Regions from separate parts of the Sus scrofa genome. Here region 2 is linked to region 1. The links are chromatin contacts, called in public Hi-C maps. All regions are on one chromosome and are shown on one strand. The core of a region is the stretch at or near the end of the contact, and the rest is flanking DNA. Distances in the headings are between cores, read along the strand shown. Region 1 has its middle 230 kb from the start of PHLPP1. Region 2 has its middle 72 kb from the start of ZCCHC2.

What was found. Hi-C and Micro-C count contacts between places; a contact is called where the count stands out from the background.
Region 2: a contact with region 1 is called in a Hi-C map of omental adipose tissue, with 1.9 times the contacts expected there. The contact joins two enhancer-like sites. A contact is called at or near these places in 1 of 5 promoter capture datasets (liver), 23 of 47 Hi-C or Micro-C datasets (adipose tissue, brain, embryonic fibroblasts and 13 more) and 2 of 2 datasets of contacts at active chromatin or transcription factors (alveolar macrophages and skeletal muscle).

What each region holds. Positions count from the first base shown.
Region 1 is chr1:158,633,429-158,637,142 of Sscrofa11.1, reverse strand. No RefSeq gene overlaps it. Among named protein-coding and RNA genes, the nearest start is that of PHLPP1, 230 kb to the left of the region's middle. Within about 2 kb of position 1,467, at least 5 of the 83 cell types and tissues checked have an H3K27ac peak or open chromatin away from gene starts, as enhancers often do. A contact at or near this core is called in omental adipose tissue and retroperitoneal adipose tissue, where this site is marked.
Region 2 is chr1:158,947,664-158,951,803 of Sscrofa11.1, reverse strand. No RefSeq gene overlaps it. Among named protein-coding and RNA genes, the nearest start is that of ZCCHC2, 72 kb to the left of the region's middle. Within about 2 kb of position 2,378, at least 19 of the 83 cell types and tissues checked have an H3K27ac peak or open chromatin away from gene starts, as enhancers often do. A contact at or near this core is called in omental adipose tissue and retroperitoneal adipose tissue, where this site is marked.

The DNA of each region.
Region 1 (3,714 bases), core at 218-2,717:
CACTCAGTTCCCTGCCTCTCACCTATAGGTTGAAACTCCCTCCTAGACCATCCTGCCAGTCCCTCTCTCCCAGGGAGAGGAGTTTATTCTCTGCTGCCTGCGCCCTGCTGCTCTGTGACCTCACAGCTCTGTTCCCTGCCTTTTTCCTGGAAGTTCTCACAATTCCTAAGTGCAGGCCTCTCTTACTTAAAAAAAATAAAATAAAAGTGGAAAATCCCCTGTCCCCAGAAGTGCCTGGCTCCATCCCTTTTGTTCTGTCTGCCCTGTCACCCCTCCACTCCATTCAGGCCACTGCTCACCACAGTCACAGTGGCGGGGAGGAAGGGGTTGGGGGTGGGGGTGGGCATGACGACTTCCAGCAACAACAATGCTGCATTTGCCACAGCTGATCACTTCCTTGTTCAAAACTTCTATTTTGACCCCCATCCCTCTTGCTTTGCCTCTGCGCTGGCTTTGAGCAGCTGCTTCTCCGCCACATTTTTCAGGCTCTTCTACTGGATCCTGAGTTGAGCTCCATGCTCCTCCCTTTGCCTCTCACTCTCATTCAGGGCTTGTTCTGGGGGCGCTCAGCATCCCCCAACCCCAAGTCCACACCACCTCCTGGACACCTCCCTCCCAGGACTCGGGTGCCACAAACCCAGTGTGCCTCAAACCTGCACCCTCTGCAAGCCTGACATGTGCAGAACCTGTCATCTGTCACCAAGTCCTGTCAACTCCACTTTCTAAACCCTCTAGACCCAAGGAGCTGATAATGAATAAGCAAATCTTTAAATATGAATATGATTATTTCAGACGTGTGTGGAGGAAACTGTGAAGAAAACAGGAGAGGGAAATGAGATCAAGAATGATTTTTTTGTTGTTGTTGCTTTTTAGGGCTGCGCCTGTGGCATTTGGAGGTTCTCAGGCTAGGGGTCCAATCAGAGCTGTAGCCACCAGCCTATACCACAGCCACAGCAACAGAGGATCTGAGCCATGTCTGCAACCTACACCACAGCTCACGGCAACACTGGATCTTTAACCCACGGAACGGGCCCAGGGATCGAACCCACGTCCTCATGGATCCTGTCCGTTAGTTACCGCTAAGCCACCACTGCAACTCTAAAAATGGTATTTGATGTAAAACATTGAAAAGAAGACAAGATAGGATCTGAAAGATGAAAATTTCAGGCAGAGGAAACTGCAAGGTCAAAGCCCTGGGGGCAGGGGGAGTGTTGGAATATTGGGGGAGTGGCCCTTAACAGCATCCCTGTTCCTTGTCCTGCTTCCCAACCAAAGACAAAACAAAGCAGAAATAAGTAGAAAGATTTACTTACTTTTATTTTACTACTTAAAGCTGACACAACTGAGAATGTGACTTATGTCACCGGGTGAGTGAGCTTCTGACTCTTGAACCCCATCCTCAGCCAGCTCAGCTCCCAGCCCAGCTTGGCGGAGGCTGACCGCTCCTCGCTCTGGGAAAGCCCGCCTCCCCTGGGGCGCAGGGCAGCAGAGAGCAAGGCTCTCAGGAGGGCGGGGCGACAGGCAGGGCTGCACATGGTCAGTGTGTCGTCCCAAACTCCCGCAGGAGCGTAGGGGCGGTGCTGACAGACTGGTACCCTGGCTGCAAGCCTGGTCCTTTTAGGGTGTCCTCGTGGTTAACGCTCGACGCCCCAGGGCCTGAGGGTGTGAGATGAAGCCGCAGACGTAGACCAAGCCTGGGGGATGACAGAGAAGATCCTTCTTCCAGAAGGTTGGCATAAGGCAAGTGCTCACTAAATAATTTCTCCTGTGTCTTCAAACTCAGGCGACGTCCCCCCTCCCCGCCTGAACACACAGCTGTACGGCTCTCAGACGGCCTCTGGGCCCCATCTGGGCATTTTCCGTAGGTTTCAGTTATCATAAATGTCAGGTCCACCCAACAATGAACAAAAATCCCACTTCACCTGATTTCAGACTTTTGGAAGAAGTGACCCTCTCTCACGGGTCATTCTTGATGTTCGGGGTCTCGATTGGGAATCTGTGGTAGTGACTGAGTTTCGAGTAGCCCAGGGCTTTGAGCAGCACAGGAGCTCAGTCTTTACTGGATAAAGAGTCACTCTTCCGCAGGCCTCTGAGACTGAGGTGTGAGGCCAGTGGGAGGAGGAAGATCACCAAAAGTTTGGGATCATCACCCACCTTCCCCAGGAAACTCCCCAGGATGTCAGATCCTCCTCGGGCTGTGTGAGCCTCCACTTCCTGCCCCGGCCCCGGGACTGGAAAGGAATGGGAGGGAAGAGCTTTTTAAGACGAGACTGTCATCCAGCCTTCCTCCGGGTAGCTTAGGATGTGTGCATTCATTTATTTCCTCTCCTATTTTGGGGTGCTTTTGCCGCAGGGTTATGACAAATAAAGAAATGCAGGGTGCCACCTGCCCTGGCAACCTCTTTGACAGTGTCGGAAGCAGAACTAACTACGAGTTTTGAAATGTCTGATATTCAACAAAATTTTGATTTTCCTCCCTGGATTGATTAACATGACTTGTGTTAATTCAGTTATTGCAGGAGCTGAAAGGCCTCGTGGGGCACCACCATTTCATTGGTTTGCAGAGTCCCTCCCTTCGCTGTCTGAGTCCTGCTGTTGGCATTTCATTCATCCCCTATTGGTACAGGTGTGAGGTGGAACTGTTTTCGCATGTTTGGGGGGGACAAAACATTGGCTCTGTCGCCTCAGTTTCCTGTGGTTCGGCTTAGTTGATAGGATTCTTTGGAGCTGTGAGAGATGTGTGGCAAGCTGGCCCCACATGCCTTCTGTCCAGGGTATGCTTGTGAATTGCCTGGGAACAGATGACTTTGGCTGTGGTCAGGCAGACCCCTGTATCTCTTTTAAATTGCTGATTTGGCCCAGGACAGGCCATTTCACATCCTCCATGATCAATAAATATCAAATAAATTGTCCAAAACCAAGTATAAGCTGCAGTCTGGATAATGAGCTGCTTTATGCCTTTAATGAATCTCTGCCTTTGTCACTACAGTGGGCAGCACCGGGGGCTGACTGCTTTCATGTCATTCTTCACGAACCTAAGACAAAGTGCAACAGGCACCCTTTGGGGTTTTCTCAGGGAGCAGGACTCTTCTCAGCAGATGAAAGAAATGTGGCCTGATTGAATAAGATTCTGCTAGGACCCACTGCAGGGCCCTGGGGGAAGGGGTGTGGACAAAGCTGGTGCTGGAGGGGCACCAGCACCACCAGCACAAAGCCTTGTGAGAAGGTATGTTTCTGGCCTCTGCTGGCTGAGGAGGGAGCGTGGAGGATACTGCTGTCTCCCCAGGGGTATGTTTTCAGGGATGTGCCAGAGGAACTGCTGGGTGTGGGGAGAAAATATCCAAACTTCCCTTTTAGTTTGTTTGCATTTCTGAAAGTTGTGAGAGTTAATATTCACACACTGCTTTAAAGTAGCGTTACTGCTTTATTTTAGTGGTTGGAATAATCTTGACAGTAGCTCTAGGAGGTGAAGGCTATTATAATCCTCACTGACGCAGGAAGCTAAGGCTCAGACATTCCAGAGCTCAGCCCAAGGTCAGGGCACTGCCAGGAGGTGGCAGAGCAGGCCGGCTGGCTCCAAAACTCTTAGCACCTTTTATTAACCATTTTGTGGATGAGACCATCTTTATCATGTTGTACATGGTGAATACACACACACACAAACACACACACACACACACACATGAACACACACACTCTGTAGGCTCCAGTTTT
Region 2 (4,140 bases), core at 1,129-3,628, 310 kb before region 1:
GCTGTGGCTCTGGCGTAGGCCGGTGGCTACAGCTCCGATTCAACCCCTAGCCTGGGAACCTCCATATGCCGCGGGAGCGGCCCAAGAAATAGCAACAACAACAAAAGACAAAAAAAAAAAAAAAAGAAAAGAAAAGAAAAAGACAAATATTTGCACATCAGGTTTTTGATAAGGGACTTGCATCTAGAATATGTAAAGAACCCTCAAAACTCAATAATAAGAAAACAGCATAATGAAAAACAGGCAAAAGATATGAACATCTCACCCAAGAAGATAAACCAGTGTCAATTAAGCCCATGAAAACATTCTCAACATCATGAGACATTAGGGAAATGCAAATTAAGGCCACAATAAGATACCACCATGTTCCTACTAGAATGGCTAAAATTAAAAAGATGACGATGTTGGCCATGCTGTAGAGAAACAGGTGGGAATGCAAAATGGTATGACCGCTTTAGAAAAGTTTGCCAGTTTCTTAACAAATTACACATACTCCTACCATGATCCAGCCATTCTGCCTTTAGGAATTTACCCAAGAGAAATGAAAGCCTGCATCTATACAAAGATTTGTGCAAGAATGTTCAAAGACATTTTATTTGTCCATAGAAGCTGGGAACAACCCAAATCTCCATCGATAAGTAAAATTTCTAGCTCCAAACAGTGGAACATTACTCAGCAATGAAAAGAAACAAACTGGGACACACAACATGAATGCATCCAAAATAATTTTGCAATGTGAAAGAAGCCTACCCCCCCCAAAAAAAAGTACAGACTGGGTGATCACATTTACATAATATCCTGGGAAATGAAGACTAATCTCTAAGGCAGGAAGCAGAACAGTGGTTCCCTGAATGGGGGTGGGGAGGCAAGGATGGAAGGATTACCATGGAGCAGCAGGCATATTCACTTGATTGTGGTAATGATTTCACAAGTATATATGTCAGAACATCAGTTTTTATACTTTATGTGCAGTTCATTGATGTCTTTCATATCTCAAAATAATTTAAGTTTTTGTACATAAATTTTAAATTCTGTTCCTTAATCACACTAGCCACATATCAAATGCTCAAGAGCCACATAGGGACGCTAGTGGTGTCTATACGGGAGAAAAACAATTCCATCGCAGGAGAAAGTTCTGATGAGTAGTGCTGGTCCAAACAGTATCCCCTGTTCCAGTCTGGCAAGGAGTTCTAATAAAGAAGAATGTTCCTTCTGGCCCAAGTGGCCACGGCCCCTCTTGTCTACAGAGCAAAATGGAGATGGGGGAAGGGTGTTTGTCAAGCAATCATCTGCCATTAGGACAGGCCATTGGAAAGGGGCCAGGTGGCAGGTGCAGCCACTCCCACACCTGCTGAGGATTCTGAACTGGTTAGGTCCTGTTAAGTCACTTGGGAGGAGAGAAGGGGAAGGGGGTAATCAGGAGCAGAGATGCGGCTGATAATGGTGGAATGGTAGAAAGTTCAGTTTCCTCTAGCAAACTTTTGGTTCAAACTGGGTGAGGGAAACAAGGCCCAGAGATGGGAAGGGAGGGACCCAAGTCTCACCAGGATTCAAGAAGAAAGCCAGAGCCAGGAGGATCCAGGTCTCCTGATGCTGGGAATCTAGGTTATGATGATTAGAAAAATAAGTAGAAAGTATAATTGAGTGACTGATAATGGTGAGCACTCCCGTTTCTTCAGCAGGACCAATTGAGAGTGTTGGTATTTTGCCTCCTAGTTCCTCCTCCAACTGGTGGACCGACCGACCGACCGTAAATAGTCACCTACTCAGTGTGGACTGGGGTCCGCCTGGGGAAGCCACAGCATTCTCAGAATGATGTTGTTAAGTGTGTCGAATCGCACGCTTAGAATTACAAAGAAAACCAATGGTATTAAAATTCAGTTTTGTGCCCGGAACCTAAGGACCACGGATGTAACTGCAAAGGGAAATGAGGCCACTCCTTGACTCCATTTTGACAGTTAGGCAGTTCTCACCCCAGATTTCAAAAATGCAGTCCATCAAGGAGTTCGGCTTCCCTGGAAAGTGGGCCTTTTGGAGACCAACGGAAGGAACTGAGGCCGCAAGAGAATCGCCAAGGAAAATCCGGCTTCCTGCCTTCAGTTCTGGCCGCCAAGTCCTCTGGCCTGTCCTGTGACCAAGCTCGCCCCCCACCTCCCACACCGACACCCAGTCCCCAAACATACATCTTTGAAAATATCCAACAAAAACGCGCGTGGGTCTAGCCTCAGGGCTGCGCTGGGATAGACCCCTCCCCTGGGACGGGATCGCGCCAGATTTGGCAGCGCAGGAACCAGAGGCGACGAGGGCCAGGCGGGGTGGGTCCGCATCCTGCAGGGAAGCCCCCTGGGGATGCCGCACCCCGGGCCTCGCGGCTGCCGCTGCAGGCGCCAGGAAGGCGCTTCGGGTTGCTTGGCCGAGCCGTCTGACCCGCGGGCCCCGCCGTCCGGGGCCCAGACTCGTCACCGCCCCCCGCGGGAGCTTTGCGGCCAGCGTGTAGCGGGCTGACCTCGGCGCCCCTGGAATTGACTGGCGGGCGAGAAAAGGAGCCCTGGTGACCCCCGCGGCCTCGCCCCTCCCTCTCTCCTTTCCCCAGCCGCACCGGCGCGCCGACGCTGCTCTGCGCTTCTCCCAATTCATTTTAGGAGTGAAAGAGACGCCCGGGGGTGTCAGCCGGGCGCGCCGCCCCCAGGGCTGTCGTAATGGCGGAGTCGAGGATGCTAAACGTCCCTCCCGAGTGCGCAGCAGCCCAGACCACCGAGGGTGTCCCTCCGGAAAGGCCACAGGTCCCCAGAGGAGGCCGAGCGCCGCAGAGCCGAGAGCCGCGGAGTTTGGCCCCAAGCCTGCACCACCTGCTCTTCAGAGTGTCCATGTGTGCGGGTGGTGAAGACGGTGAGAGGCGGGCCTTTCCAGGAGGCTCAAGACAGTTTCCCCAGGGCTAGTCTAGAAAGTGCTCCTCTTGCCCCTTCAAATGGTCCCTAGCACCACATCTGGAACCGTCCATGGCCACAAGGCCTGGAAACTTTCCCTTTGGATGTCTTCTCCCATCCTGCATCCCACCCACAATGCCCATGCTGTCTCTGCCCTCGGGTTTGGAATCTTGGTATTTGGACATCCTGAATTGAGCAGGGAGGGATTTGGACCTGGGAATATCTGGAAAATAACAATGTCTGCATATAAGAAACTCGGTTAATGTTATGTGAATGAATGAAGTGAGTCACCATCCCCCACCCTCGGCGGTTCCCTCTGTCCTTCTGCTAATAGAAAAACGGTGTGTGCGTTCCCTAAGTGGGCCTTCTAGGACCACAGCCCTGATGAGAAGGCATTATGAGGGCTTTACACCCCTGAATTTTTTCCCCTTGAGACAAGAGAGGGATGTTCAAAGCCCTTAACCTTAGAACAAGCAGAGAGGGAAGGCAGAGAGGAACGCTTTGAAAGCAAAAGCAAATGGCCTTATTTGCTTTAAGAAGGATACAGGAGTTCCTCTTGTGGCTCAGTGGGTTGAAAACCCAACATAGTGTCCCTGAGGATGCAGGTTCCATCCCTGGCCTCACTCAGTGGGTTAAGGATCAGGCGTTGGGGCAAGCTGTGGGCTATGGCCAGAAGGTGCGCCTGGGATCTGGTGTTGCCCACGGCTATGGTATAGGCTGCACCTGTAGTTCCCATTTGATCCCTTAGCCTGGAAACTTACATATGCTGCTGGTATGGCCCTAAAAATAATAAATAAAAATGGTTCATATAAAACAAAGATATGTTCAAAATAGTATATATTTTTTGAAAAGTATAAACAGTTGAAATCCCTAATTCCAGAGCCCCAATTTTATTTCTCTCCCCAGGGATAACCACTGTACTCAACCTCATCCCACTGCCCCTTGACCTCTGCCTCCAGCTTCTGGCTATTTTCCGCAAGAGACAGTCTGCCTGCAAGCCTCTTGCTTGTTATTCCCTCCAGAACACACCCACCCCCTTTCATTTCCCTTTATTTTAAAGATATGAAATTCATATGATAAAGTGCATAAGCCTTGAAGTGTGCAGCTCAATGAATTTTTACCTATTTTCTACACATATCTTCACCCAGATCAAGATGCAGACTATTTCCAGCATCCTGGCTGCCCGCACCCTCCCCTGAGGTAAGCACTGCTC